2 separate regions of the Mus musculus genome follow, and region 1 is linked to region 2. Evidence: chromatin contacts called from public promoter capture Hi-C data. All regions are on one chromosome and are shown on one strand. The core of a region is the stretch at or near the end of the contact, and the rest is flanking DNA. Distances in the headings are between cores, read along the strand shown. Region 1 has its middle 43 kb from the start of Slc7a13. Region 2 overlaps Rmdn1 (regulator of microtubule dynamics 1).

Region 1 (6,946 bases), core at 4,021-6,520, 260 kb before region 2:
CCACTCCCAGAGCAGTGTCCTGGGGCTGCCCTATGACCCAACAGCTCTCTGGTGAGCAGTCGATGCCCCACATCCTGACTCCCCAGCACCCATGCCCTGTAGTGGAGCAGACACGGGACCCATAACCCTACAGCCTGGTAAGATATGCCCACTGGTACAAGAAAGGCACTAGAATCATGAGCATAACCAACCATCTTCTGATTTGATTTAAACCCTGTGAACCCCCCAAGATGAATACCTGATGCTATTGTTGGGCCAAGAATCTGTGACTAAACAAGCCATAGGCCCTAGGAGAGAGCTTACAATCATTCTGCTAAGTAAACATAGTATTAATCTGACTACTAACCCTTCATTATATCCATGCATTAATGCATCTCTGATCCCTCATCAGAAATGCTTCTATTTGTAGTAGATAGTGATTAACACAGAGACCCACAACTGGTCTAGGTGCACACAGTAAGAGACTACAGAATCCTTAGCCCTACAATATACTTGTTCTTCCCCAAACTCAGAGATCAATGTAGAAGTGGGAGTAGAAGGGGTACAAGAGCCAGAGGCAAAGGATGGTCATAAGGAACCAGTATCATCCATAAAGGAACCAGTATCATCCAAGATAGAGCAGGGAAGCTATACACATAAACTCACAGCAGTTGTTTACAGCGTGTATAAGACTTGTGCTCAAGCTAGACCAAATCCCAATATAGAGAAAGGAGGTGGGCATGAATTTGAACTCCAAGTTAGCTGAGAAGCTATTAGCAATAGCTACTGAGATAGGGAAGGCCAGTTTTCTTTAAGAGTGTAGCCCCTACGAGGCTGGAGAAATGCCTTAGGAAAAAAAAAAAGAATATTTAATGCTCTCACTACAGTACCCAGTTCAGTTCTCAGTTCTCAGCACCCACATCAGGCAGCACACACCTCTGGCCTCCATATACATATATGTATTGCTCTCACATACACATACACACATACACACATGCATATGGTTTGTTTGTTTGTTTGTTTGTTTGTTTGTTTTAAATATAGCCCCTGGTAGATGAATTATACTCAAGTAGAACAACTTGTTGAAGAATAACTATATTGGCAGCATAGATGAAATTTGATGGGTGTAAGGAGGAGAGGAAACAAAATTGGATAGCTAGAAATGGGGCAGGTCTTGGAGAAACTGAGGAGTGAATTTGATCAAATCACATTCTATGGAATTCTCAAAGAACTAGTAACAAGGTGGGGGGCAGAGATCATGTAAGCAAATGTGTAGTGGTTTGAATGAAAATGGCCCCCATAGGCTAATATATTTGAATAGTTGGCCCCCAGTTAGTGAAATTTTTTAGGAAACACTAGGAGGTGTGGCTTTGTTAAAGAATGTGTGTCACTTGGGGTGTCCTTTGAGATTTCAAAAGCCCCCACCATTCCCAGTTACTTCTCCCTACCTGATGCTTGTAGAGCTATGAGCTCTAGCTCCAGCACTGTGCCTGCCTTCCTGCCTGCTGCCATACTCCCCACCATGATGGTCATGACTCTAACTTTTAAAAACGAGAGCACCAAGTCAAATGTTTTCTTTGGTCATGGTGTTTTATTATAGCAAGTGAAAAATAACTAATACAGGATCCAAATCAACATTCTCCCTTCCCCCACCCCCATTATGTTACTATATCAGTCAAGTCTTCAGGGGGAGTTACTGTTAGGAAACTATATTGACTTATTTAATATTTTCTCTACCAGTCATTCCATTTACTGGAATGGGTCAGCATTTTGCTGACTGTGTGGCTTACCTGACAGGTTAGGGAACATTTCTCCCTCCAGAGACTCTTTCTCAGGATGTGCACTGGTAGGTTGAGCCTCTGGAGTCTCTACTGCCTCTCTGGTGAAATCAGAATTTTAGGGCTCCTTTAGATGGGTTTTGTCATCTCCTGAGTGAATCCCTCCTATCTTTGCACTGAAAGAAAACAAGCCTCATCTTTTTAGCCATTTATTCTGTTTGACCTCCAGGACTCGGCCCTTGAGCACCCAAAAGGACAGTTTCACCAGACAGCACAAGGAGTGAAGGTTTATTTTAACCTTCACATAGCATTCAGAGAAAGGTTAGACAAAAATAAACAGATTTTTAAAAATTAACATGAAATTAGATGTCGAGTGTTTTGACTCTTCCATATATAAATATTAATACCTTATTAATATAGAATTGATTTGTAAGTCATAGCTTCAAAAGATCATTAACTCTGAAAAATAAGACATCCCATTAGGTGAACCTGAAGTACAAGAGGAAATTATTTTCTCATGTCATAGCCAGACCCAGGCTTCAAAATATCAAGATTCATCACCTTGCCTTTCCCATGAAGTATCAGGAAGCTAAGCATCAGCCCAGCACACAGTCTTCCTAGGACTCCTTCCAGTGAATGAGTTCCTTTTGTCCCATAGCAACAAAAATGGGAGTTTGCTGGGGATGGGGCTGCCAAAGCTATCTCAGATCAATTATATCATTTATTATTCCACTAATATTTAAGAAATCAGGATAAATTATTTAAAATATGTTCTTTTTTAAAAAAAAATAACAGAGTCAAATTTTATTCCAGGGCCCGCACACATTCAGACTAATCAAAGTGGCGCTGTAATTTCTTACAATACATCAATAATAGCTTTTGAAGTCTAGAGAATTAACTAAGCCCTAAACCACACACCACATAATTCCAAAGTAACAACTATTTAACAAAGTGTGAGATGACATTAGCCATGAACGTTGATATACTTAATGAGGACATAATTAACAAGCTATTCTCACTAAAAAGAAAACTAAAACCACAGATCTATTTTGTACTATCCATGTTTGTTTTAACTTTCCTTCATAAACCCATTGATAATTAAGGCTTCCTTTAAATATGGGATTTTCAACATCAAAAATTCTATTTTGAAGGTTAGGGATGTTGCTCAGTCATAGATCTCATTCACAGGGCTGAGTGAGTCCCATCCCTCCCCACCTCCTTACTTGCACACACATGCAGAAACCAACTCTGTGTGTGTCTGTGTGTTGTTAAATTACCTTTCTATTTTAATATGCATGCTCCCACTAGGCAGTGCCCCTGCCCCAGCAAACCCGCTGCCATTCAACAAATGATGATTCAATGCCCTGATGAGCCCAAAGCAATCAGTCATTCAATTTCAACCTTCTGCCAACATAAACAACTCAAGCTACCAAGTTAGAGGGAAACCAGGAGATATAAAGATATGCAACTAAAACTTTTTCCGTTTCTGAAGCAACAAGGACTTTTAAACTATATTTACGTACCTGGTCATAGAGAACTATATTTACTTTGAAAACATAGGACCACACTTTAAAAAAAGGCAGGGCAGGGATGGATGTGTTCATTTAATTCCAAGCAAGTCTGTAAATGCAGTTTGTTTTGTTTTTCTTAAAAATACAATGCATATTTGCACCTGACCACCATTTAGGTTTGAGCAAGAACGGCAGGTTCCTCATGACGCTGACCTCAGAGAACCGCCAGCTTCGTGTCTGTACCGGAGCCCAATCCAGCCTGGGATTCTGCGGGAGCTGGGCTGGTGGAGCAGGACACCCAGGACACCCGCCACTCCCAGTGCCTGCCCGCAGCTAAAATATGTTCTTAACTTTTGCTTATAAATTATAAGAATGGCAAGAATTCTGCCAACTTTAATTATTCACTTGACAAATGTTTGTACATTTGCTGAGTACCAGGTTGTATGCCAAGTGTAACAGAGGACACTCTCACTGTTCAACCATATCTTTTGTGAGGCTAGTTACCAAATAACTGGTTTATTGAGATGTTAAGTTGTAAATGGTAATAGTTATGACATGAATCTCTTTCACTCAACATATGTTTTAATTATGGTTTCTATTGATGAGATAAACACCATGACCAAAGCAAATTTGGGAAGGAAAAGGTTTATTTTATAACACCCATCATTGATGAAAGTCATAGAAGAAGTTCAAGCAAGACAGGAACCTGAAGACAGGAGCAGAATTAGAAGCCATGGATGAGTGCTGCCTGCTGGCTCTATCCCCACTGCCTTCTCAGCCTGTCTTCTTTTAGCGCCCAGGAATACCTGCTCATGGGTGGTGCTGTCTGCAGTGGGCTGCATTCTTCCACAGCAAAACATGAATTAAGAATATGTCCCAAAGGCTTGTCCATGGGCCAATATGATGAAGACATTTTCTCAATTAAGATTTCCTCTTCCCAGATGACTGTAGCTTGTATCAAATTGATGAACAATAACAGCAAATCCACGAGACTCTCCGTTCTACTACAAAAAAATATTTTAGTTTTTTAAAATTATTTTTCTGTGTTTTTATTTTTTGTGTTTGGATAACTTGCCCACATGTATGGCTGTGCACTATGTGAGTATGGTGGCTTCAGAGGCTAGAAGAGAGTATGAGGTCACCTGGAACTGGATTTATAAATGGTAGTGAGCTACTGTGTGGGTGGGTTCTGGGGATCGAACCCAGAACCTCTACAAGAGCAGTCACTGCTAAAGCCATCTTTTCAGACTCCAAAAGTATTTATTTAATTTACTACCTAAATCCAATCCTTTATCATCTTTTGCCTAAATCCGGGCCACAGAATTCTAACCAGCATCTACTCTTTTTCTTTCCAACACATTGTCCCTCAACAACTGAGTGAACTTTTAAAAACCAACATTCTGTCAGTTCCTTATTTAAAATTCTTCGGTGGCTCTCCATTTTCTTGAACATCAAATCAGATTTTTATCATGATGAACAAGGCTGGCAATAGTCAGCTCTTTTCCTGCCGTTTTGTATTCTTTTCCAGTTGGCTTCCCCATTGTCCACAACTTCACTCTTACTGGGATTGCCAACCCCTGAGGTCTGACACTCATTTTGAGACCACCATATGTGTTCTATATCATTTTTCTCCCAACTTTAAAGGTTTTGTTGTAGATGATGTTTGTTTGCTTGTTTGTTTTGTGAAGGAGTACTCTCTTGTGTGTGTGTGTGTGTGTGTGTGTGTGTGTGTGTGTGTGTGTGTGTGCATGTACCTGTGCATGGGTGGACATGTAAGTTTGCCATGGGAAGTATGTGGAGGTCAGAGGGAGAATTGTTTCTCTACTTTGAGCTTTACACAGACTTTAGTAATCAAGTACCTAACCCTGCTGAAACCTCTCCCCCATCCCCCCCCCCTTGGGTTTTAGTGTTTTGGCATTACCATGCTACCCAACTCTAGTGGATTCCATTCATATCTTTGGAATTCCATTACACAACAGCACTGCACAATGTCCACTCAAAAAGTTCCCTAATCTTAAGGAAGTACTTCGTGTTTGCCTTTCTCGGAGCACTGTGTCTTTGCCTAATAGCTACAGGCACAGCTCATAACAATTATTTTTTGTTTTATAATGTTGGTCTTGCTCATCTAACCACGTTCTTTGAGAAAAGAGAATTTAGCTTCTAGATGACTGCTCAATAATTCAGTGTTTGGCCCACAGCCTGGTATCTGGTAGTATTTAATATATATTTTTAATGAACAATGAACAGATTATTTCCACTATAAAGTTTAATTTAAATCATGGAAGAAAGGGTAAAAGTATAGCTAGGCAAGGGACCTCTACATTTCTATTGGCATACAGACATCCTGCTGCCCACATGTAGGAAAGACAAAGGAATTGAAACCCAAAGACCATCAATACCTAGACAGTAATACATCCTCAGGACCCCAGGATGGTTTGCCCCCAAACCTTGCTGTTTTCTTTACTGATGAATAACTGAGTGTTACTGAAGTGCTCAAAACAAAATGAGCATTCATCATGTGCTTGTTGAATGAACAAATCCCATCTGGGTCAATAACTTTGTCAGGACCACTGACTACTTCACCAAAGGAGGCAAACTGGGACTCAAGATCTGCCTTAAGCACTGTATTGACTGAGTGTAGAGATTGGGGCGGTGGGGGTGGTTGGGGTGGGAACCCAGACAACTCTGCCTCTGCAGTGATATCTGGCATCACCCTGGCTGTCAGGATTCAATGGAAATACATGTTAGCTAGAAACTGGTCAACTACACAAAGCCATATTCCAGTGATCTACAAACTCATGGATCTGCAGAAAACAACAGGTAAATTCATTAAGATTGCTTCATGATGCCTCACCCACCTGCCAGAGCCAATCCAAAACTGACAAGGACTCTCAATCCACTTTGCTTCCTTGTTCAAACTCTCAACATCTACCGTAAAAGTCACAGGACTCTCAAATGTATAAATGACTGGTTAAGTTTCCCATTGATTGAGTTCATTAAAAGAAGAGGAAGGGAAGAGTGAATTATCATGAGAGATTTATGTTGCCTGCACGGTTGTTTATTTAACTAATTATATGAGATCTCTTTCAAAGTGTTCAAGTCAGCCGATTGGAGTAGATGCTTTCAGTGTAACAATCAATGGATATATTAAGGAGCAAAAAACAGATGATAAGGAATGAATTAGGATAGAAATTATTTCAAACCTTTGCAAACAGCATCTATGGTTAATTCCAAAGCCCTTGGACTTGCTTAGTCCAATGTTTCTGACCCACTCAAAGTCACTGACCTTTCCTCCCATTAGGAACTGATGTACAGACAGGATGTTATGGAGTGAGAGGAGTGTGGATCAAGATTTCCATAAGTAAGTGTTCAGGGAGTCTCGTGTTTACTGTGTGCTGCCAATCTCTCTTAATTATTAGGTAGCATTTAATCCTTTTTGTTCTTTGGTTTGTTGAGTGAACAAATCCCATCTGGGCAATAACTTTGTCAGCACTGCAACTGACCACTGCTCCAAAGGAGGTAAAAGTGAGACCCGAGATCTGCCTTAAGCACAGTAGTCACTGCGCATGGTGACTGGGGGAGAGGGGGGGAAAGAGCCAGGTTGCTCAGCATTCAACAGAAAGATGTATCAGCTAGAAACAAACCAATGAACGGTTTTCATCACTTAAATATGGAATT
Region 2 (7,367 bases), core at 870-3,369:
GCTCTAGTTGTTGTAAAAATTAAGTTTATAGTGGTGGCATATGAGACTCAAGGTTTAGTACTCTGCCTGGTAAATGTCTATTTCCTTTAACCCTGAAATGTGTCCCTCCACTCTAAATAGGATTACAATTTGTCAAGTAACAAATTCAACCCATCTATGGAGGTATACCACATTTTTAAAAGGGTGTTCACAGAATTTTTCCTTATTCAGGTTGCCTCTAAGACACATATCACTCCAGGTCTTTATGCAAGGAGCCCTCAGCATCATAAAGGCCTGGCTCCTCTCAGTCAGCAACTCCATCCGATGGCGGCGTGAGAAACGCTCCCCCGTGTGCCGCCTGCTCACAAAGCCTTTTGAAAACGGTTCATCCTGAAGTGATCAATACTTACATATCCCATACCATTTTTATCTCTTGGTGTTCCAAATGTCTGTCTGAACCAGGGGGATGTATTGCTGCCACTCTTAGGGTACACTGTGGCAGTTTCTTATTTACTTGTGAAGAAACCAGAATTTTTTACATTTATTTTTTAAAATGGTCACACATAAAAGAACTGAGAAAAAAAGCCATACAGTCGTGATGGTTAATGTATAATGTTTATAAATCAGTGAAAACAAAGTATTAGGTATGTTGTTGCCTTCTCCAAAATGTTCTCACTTCTTGTCACAAACCTGTAAGCAACTGAGCAGCTTCTGTCTGTATCTAAAGTGAAAAACACATGTTACATATACATGGTGCAGCCTAATTTATAAAGCTTAAGTTTATAGACTAGTTTCTGAGCGTTTCAGGATAACAAAGATAGGGCATGGTAAGAATAAGGTCTCCTGATAGCGATGACTAGATGAGCTTGATTCTAAGAGAACTCTAGTTCATTTCCTTAACCCTCCACACCCTGTCCCCAATCTTACTCCCCTGCAGTGTCAGAAATTGAACCAGGTCCTTGTGCATGTTCGTAAGCACCTATCACCAAGCTGCGTTTTATGTTTTAGAAACAACCTCTGATGAGATATACACTGTAAATGTACATCAGTTCTACACTGCAGCAAGCAGCTTCCAGCTGGCATTTGATGATAGTCACTAAGGAGCACTCATGGTAAAGTGTAAAGGTGAATATAGAAATGAGCACTTGGATGAGCTTTCCACAACACTATGCATTTAAACAGTTTCTCTTTTAAGGATGTTCTCAGTTCATTCATTTACTAATGCCTGAAAGAAAGCCTATCTGCCTTACTTTATTATAGATATTTTACCTGTTTATCTTCTTCTGTGTGTGCTGGATAACCCTTGGCTTTTACCAACCAGAACGCAGCAAGCTTTTTGTTGTTTAGCTTCAAGTATGTCTTTCCTAAAAGCAGCAAGTTTTTGCTGTAGAAGTTTGGATCCACTGTACATAAAAAGGGCAAACAAAATCAGCTCCAGAGAAATAAGTGTCTTTATTTTTATAGTTTTAATATTTTGGTCTGAATTCTAATAAAAATTGTGTGATTAAACATTGATTAGGCTAATATAGTTCTTTTTTTGTTCAAATGTTTTTATCTCAAAAAAATCCCTAAAGTAATTGTGATGTATTGAATGTACATATGGACTGTGCACATCATTATACCAAGATCTCACTTTAAAGTATCTTCATGCTGATAGAACATGGGCTATATAAGAACTATTTTCTTTTTAAACCACCCATCATTATTACATTCCAATTGCCTAGAACAGTGTAGGGAAAATAACATCTGTTCATTGAGTTAGTGCATGAATGAAATCATGGTTAACATGATTTATCTTCATTTGCTAAATGTCTCCTATACTTAGGCACAGAGGAAAACATGAACACAACTAAATGGTTTACCAAGTATAAACTTAACATTGCTATAAGAAGCCACATAAGAAAACAACGAAGTAAGAGTTACGAATCTTGGAGGATGAACGGGAGTTTGAACAGGAAAAGCTGAGAATATTCTTGGTTGAAAGAAAAGTGCAAACAAAGCCCAGGAAATTGAGAGTAGACAGTGTTATTAGAAGCTGGGAAGAGGAGGAAGAGACAAAGGCCGGATAAGGGAACCACAGAATCCAGCACAGTAGGGAACTAGGACAGCTTACTCAACACTTGTATGTAGACTTCAGCCTTTCCCAAGACAGAGATGAATGCCTGAGTCAGAGCTGACTGCTTCGATTTGGTTTACATCTTGTATGAATATACTGGAGTGCCAGTGCTCCAAAAATATGTACAATTATATGTTAAATAATTTGAAGAAACATGAATAAAGTTCAAAATAATCCTAATTTTTTCTTGAGACAGAATTCTGTAGTGTACTCCAAATGAGCCAGGAACTTACTAAACTCAATGGCATAGTGTCTCGGCCTCCTGAGTGCTGATAACCACAAACACACACCATCACACTCAGCTCTCATTCCCCTGACTCTTCACATAGTTTCCTCCTGGTAATCTTGGTCTTTCTGTATGCCAAGCATGCTTTCTGAGGCTAGGAATGGCACTTAGTAATAGAACACATGCCTGGCACATGAGTTTAAAAAAGAATAAAGCCTACTTTTTCCTGGATACAATTTTTGCTTAAAACTCAAAGTCCTTTAATTTCGTTAAGCATTTTATGGTTAAGTACACTGATTTAAGTATCCACTTCTTCATCTAGGAAGTCGTCCAAGTACTGTATGTAAGCAATACAAATATAATCACGAGCCAAAAGGGGGAAAACGTCCCACCTTATCCACATGTACAGGTTCACACACACACACACACACACACACACACACACGAGAATAAGGAGGCTGCTAGGGGAGGTGTGGATGACAGGCTATGGGAGGGGCTTTGGACTAGAACTAGGGCAATCTTTAACTTAGGAAAAGTGACTGCTCATAAATAAATCAGATGTGAGTGAACCACCAAGGACATGACTCTAGGAGCAAAGGAACAACCCCAGTGTTAGCAGCTTTACTCGGGACTGCCAACCCTTAAATGTCCTAAGGTCCAATTTTACTTCTGAATTACAGTTTTAAACCCCCTTGAGATGACTTCATATCATGATATATAAATTAGTTTGATCAGGGAAAATATCAATAAAAGGAAACAGTGAACAAAACTTTATGAGTTACATATTTAACATTAAACCATAGTTCTTTAAAGTTATCACTAAATTGTTTAAGTTTATGTATATAGGACCTCAGATTAATAAAGAATGTGTCTTAGATTTCTGTTATAAGAAATTGTGCATGTGTCACATGCCTATAATTCCAGTGTTTGGATGCTGAGGCAGGAGGATCAATACTTTGGGGCCAGCTTGAGCTATATATTGACAACTATTAAAAAAAGATTTTAAAAACTCAAAGGTATTTGGAGTGGCTTTTATGGTACAAGTAGTCAAAGACATGTCTCTTATTATGTTTCTTTCCTTGGGACTGACCTGAGGGCCTTGTGCATGTCACCAAAGCACTGTGCCATCAAGTTATAACCCCAGTGTCAGTATTTTTTTTATAAAGGTTCCAGAAATATGTAGGACAGGAAAGCAACAGTGTTATAGGAACAACCATTTTTATCACAATAAGAAAAACATTAAATTATTTTACAGTGGAATATAATATCCTGCAACATACCAAAAATTAGCATGGTTTTAAATAGTCTTCATTTAGGTACTTCTAATTAACTATAAAATACCAAGTTAAACAATTTGTCAGAGCTTCCTGATAAAGAATTATATTAAATGAAGAGAACACTGCAGAATTGAAACTCTGAATGTAAGTGCAATTCCTATTTGTTAAAAAGTTAAAATTTGGTGCTAGAGAGGGAGCTCATCCGGTTTTAAGTTACTGGACGCTCTCCCAGTAGCCCTGGGTGAATTCCCAGCACCAACATGGCAACTCACAACTGTCTGTTAACCCCAGTCCTGAGAGGATGCCTTCTTCTGGTCTCCAAGAGCACCAGTCATACACTGACATACATTCAGGAGGAATACCCAAATACATACTTTTTTTTTTCTTTTTAGTTTAAATTTGTTTTACATTATACAATGTGAAAGATACAGCAAATTCTTGATTTAAAATATTCTATGACATAGTAAACACTTAGACAATATTATATTAATAGCTGGAGTAAAAGTATTTTACCTTCTTCTGCTTTGTGAAAGTATCTTAAGGCCTGTTAAGAATACAAAGAATACAAATAAAATAGAACGAATTAGACTCAGGAATTTAGAAAACAGTTTTTGAAGGTTGATTCTTAGTATTAAAGGTTTCAGAGAGTAAATGATCATAAAACAAATGATAAGGTCAGCAGGGAGAGTATCATAGGCTGAATATAACTATTAAATAATCAAAGACTGGGATTTTATAGTGAGAATCACTTCTAATAATTTTCTGGTTGCTATGCAGAGGAAGTACCAAACTACCCTGGCACACAGTTAAGATCATGTGTGATCATGTGTGATTCAGCTATGACGTTTCTTACAAGTAAGAATGGTTGCTTTTTACACAAACTAAACATAATTAAATGATGAATTCATTCATAACACCCTCCGTATATTTTGAGGTAGGTAGGGTGTGTGTGTGTGTGTGTGTGTGTGTGTGTGTGTGTGTGTGTGTGTGTGTGTGTGTGTGTGTGTGTGTGTTGGTTTTGGCTGAGAATGGAGAGAAACCAGATCCTAGAACATCCACTGGTATACCATAGATCCATATACCATAGGGGCAAACAACAACAAATATTCATTAATATGAGAGGAAAAATACTAGGATAATTTCTCAGTTGTCAGTTTCTTTACATTTTGAAAATTAGGTGACTAAGTAAACTCAGGATTTTCACCCAGTAGGAATGCAAAGGAGTTCAAACCCCAGCACCCAAAGGGTGGGAGGGTGAACTTTAAAGTTTACCTACAAATTTATAAAATTTATTTTTATAAGAAAAGCAAACAACCTTTAAAATATGAAGAGCCTTTCACACAAGAATTTTTCCTTACTTGTTACATGTTCTTCATTTCTCTAAATGACTTTATATATATATAGTATCTCTAAAACTTACTGGGTAAAAATCACAGTACTCTTATTCTACTTTTTGGCTTCTACATGGTATAAATTACAATCAGAAAACTGAGGTCTGTTTCAGCCATTATCTACTTTAGCTGACAGTATACCAGAATTATCAGCCACTCACCTAAAGAACAAGAAAAAAAAGCACTCACCAGACCTGGACAGTAAGTATTAAGCCTTTGTGATACTGTTGAATTGGATCATTAGAAACTTGCTCAAGTCCCTCAGAGAATCAGATCTCCATATGTGTGGACTCTGTAGAATGGTACTGTAGTTAAGAAATCAGTACTAACTTAAGAAAGGACATCATACTACCTCCTCATAGGTGGAACTAGGAGGATTTGCAAACAGCACTTTAGCAATTCTTCTTTGATACCAAGGCATTTCAGCAAATGTATAGCACCTACAGGGGAAGAGATGGCATTATGCATTCAAATTGTACCTTTTTACTGAGAGAACCAAACATCTTAACGGACATTTTTTTTTTGGGGGGGGGTTTTGGTTTTTTTTTTTTTTTTTTTTTTTTCGAGACAGGGTTTCTCTGTGTAGCCTTGGCTGTCCTGGAACTCACTCTGTAGACCTGGCTGGCCTCGAACTCAGAAATCCACCTGCCTCTGCCTCCCAAGTGCTGGGATTGAAAAGGTCTCTTCAGTTATTCATAAATAATTTAACATTATATGATGAAGTTAATATTCATAGTGAATTATTTGGAGACTGACTTGAACAGGAGTTGGATCTACTTTGAGATTAACTATCAACAGTAGTGGTCACTTTGTTCCAGGTACAGGCCAATATTACTCTTTTTTTTTTTTAGATTTATTTATTTATTATTATATGTAAGTACACTGTAGCTGTCTTCAGACACACCAGAAGAGGGAGTCAGATCTCGTTATGGATGGTTGTGAGCCGCCATGTGGTTGCTGGGATTTGAACTCAGGACCTTCAGAAGAGCAGTCGGGTGCTCTTACCCACTGAGCCATCTCACCAGCCCCAATATTACTCTTTCTTATTTGTTCCTTAGAACAACTAAGTGATACAGGATTGCTATTACAATTTATGGTTTCTTTTGAGATTTAGTTATGTTAATATGTACCCCAAGCTAGCCATGAACTCCTAATCCTCCTGCCTCATCCTTGCTACTGAAGGGCTTATGCCTGAATTGCTACTACTAGTTTTGACATAAGGAAATTCAGAATTCTTTTAAATGATAAAACTAATGTACTCTGCATGAATAACAATAACAGCCAGTAATTTGTGCCCATTTTTAAAAGGGTGAAGTTGATGATTAATATCCAAAAGTACTTAGAACGTTCTGAAGCAGATAAAAACCTGTTTGGGATCTTTGACTAGGAACTTGAACTCCCCGAGGCACAGATTTCATCACATGCTTGCTTACTGATTAGGTAGCTGTTCTTTGATAATTATTCATCTACAGTGGGTATTTTAATCTGAAAAGTACTTGCTACTTTTGTAAAGGAGTTTGATGGACTTTTATAACAGCAAATATTTAAAACATTTGTATGCCCTCATACCAGTAAAGTAATTCCTCATATTGGAAAGAAGAGCTCATTGAAACCTGAAGAAAGATTACATAGTTTTCCCGATTAATCAAATCTCAATCTGCCATATTTTGAAAATACAAAAACTTCATGTAACAACCTGCTATACTTATACTACTGCAGTTTTCCTCAGCATGGGACATGAGGTCTTCTCCAAGAAAGGAAAGATAAAGGTCTACAAAAGAGTCCTAAAGTATTTTTAGTTTTCTTGGGGTTTTTCTTTTTCTGGTGGTAAGAAAGCAGGTTTTGAGACACAGTCTCAGGTGAACCATACTGCCTCCATCTCCCTATGTAGGTGACAGTGAACTTGAACTCCTGATCTTCCTGGCGTTATCTACTTGCTGGGATTGCAGGCATGCACCACCAAATACATACACAGGTGCTATTTCACGATTTAATACTTGACTCTGTAAATAGTATTTTTAAATAGTTTGTTTTTGCCTACATATAAATTTACAATAAGAGGCTTATACATACTATGAAATAAAATCACACTAAATAGGACAGAAACGTTACTGAGATTTTCTTACCAAATACCCATAAGGTGAATTGAAGTAGCATCTTTAGGGTTCAGCTCAATTGCTTTCTGTTAAGAAATAAGAAAACCTTTCTAAACACCAAAGAAGCAGTGAATTAAAAAAGAAAACTATAACCCTGAATTTTAAAGATGTACTTTTTAAAGTGTGTATGTGTCTGTGTGAATAAATGTCACATATGTGCAGGTACCCATGGAGGCTAGAAGAGGGTGTTGGGTCATTTGGAGCTGGGGCCACAGGCAGTTG

What was found. Capture Hi-C pulls out chosen DNA fragments and counts their contacts.
Region 1: a promoter capture Hi-C map of pancreatic islet shows a contact between it and region 2. The contact joins two enhancer-like sites. A contact is called at or near these places in 1 of 39 promoter capture datasets (the C10 cell line), 1 of 484 Hi-C or Micro-C datasets (nephron progenitors) and 3 of 9 other capture datasets (adipose tissue, embryonic stem cells and pancreatic islet).

What each region holds. Positions count from the first base shown.
Region 1 is chr4:19,858,700-19,865,645 of GRCm38.p6, reverse strand. No RefSeq gene overlaps it. Among named protein-coding and RNA genes, the nearest start is that of Slc7a13, 43 kb to the right of the region's middle. Within about 2 kb of position 5,270, at least 11 of the 459 cell types and tissues checked have an H3K27ac peak or open chromatin away from gene starts, as enhancers often do.
Region 2 is chr4:19,599,418-19,606,784 of GRCm38.p6, reverse strand. Rmdn1 (regulator of microtubule dynamics 1) reads right to left here. Exons shown (of 10, transcript NM_025476.6): 6 at 7,116-7,171; 7 at 5,342-5,429; 8 at 4,112-4,142; 9 at 1,249-1,382; 10 at 1-700. The coding sequence ends at 662. Among named protein-coding and RNA genes, the nearest start is that of Gm52724, 8.0 kb to the right of the region's middle. Within about 2 kb of position 2,119, at least 12 of the 459 cell types and tissues checked have an H3K27ac peak or open chromatin away from gene starts, as enhancers often do.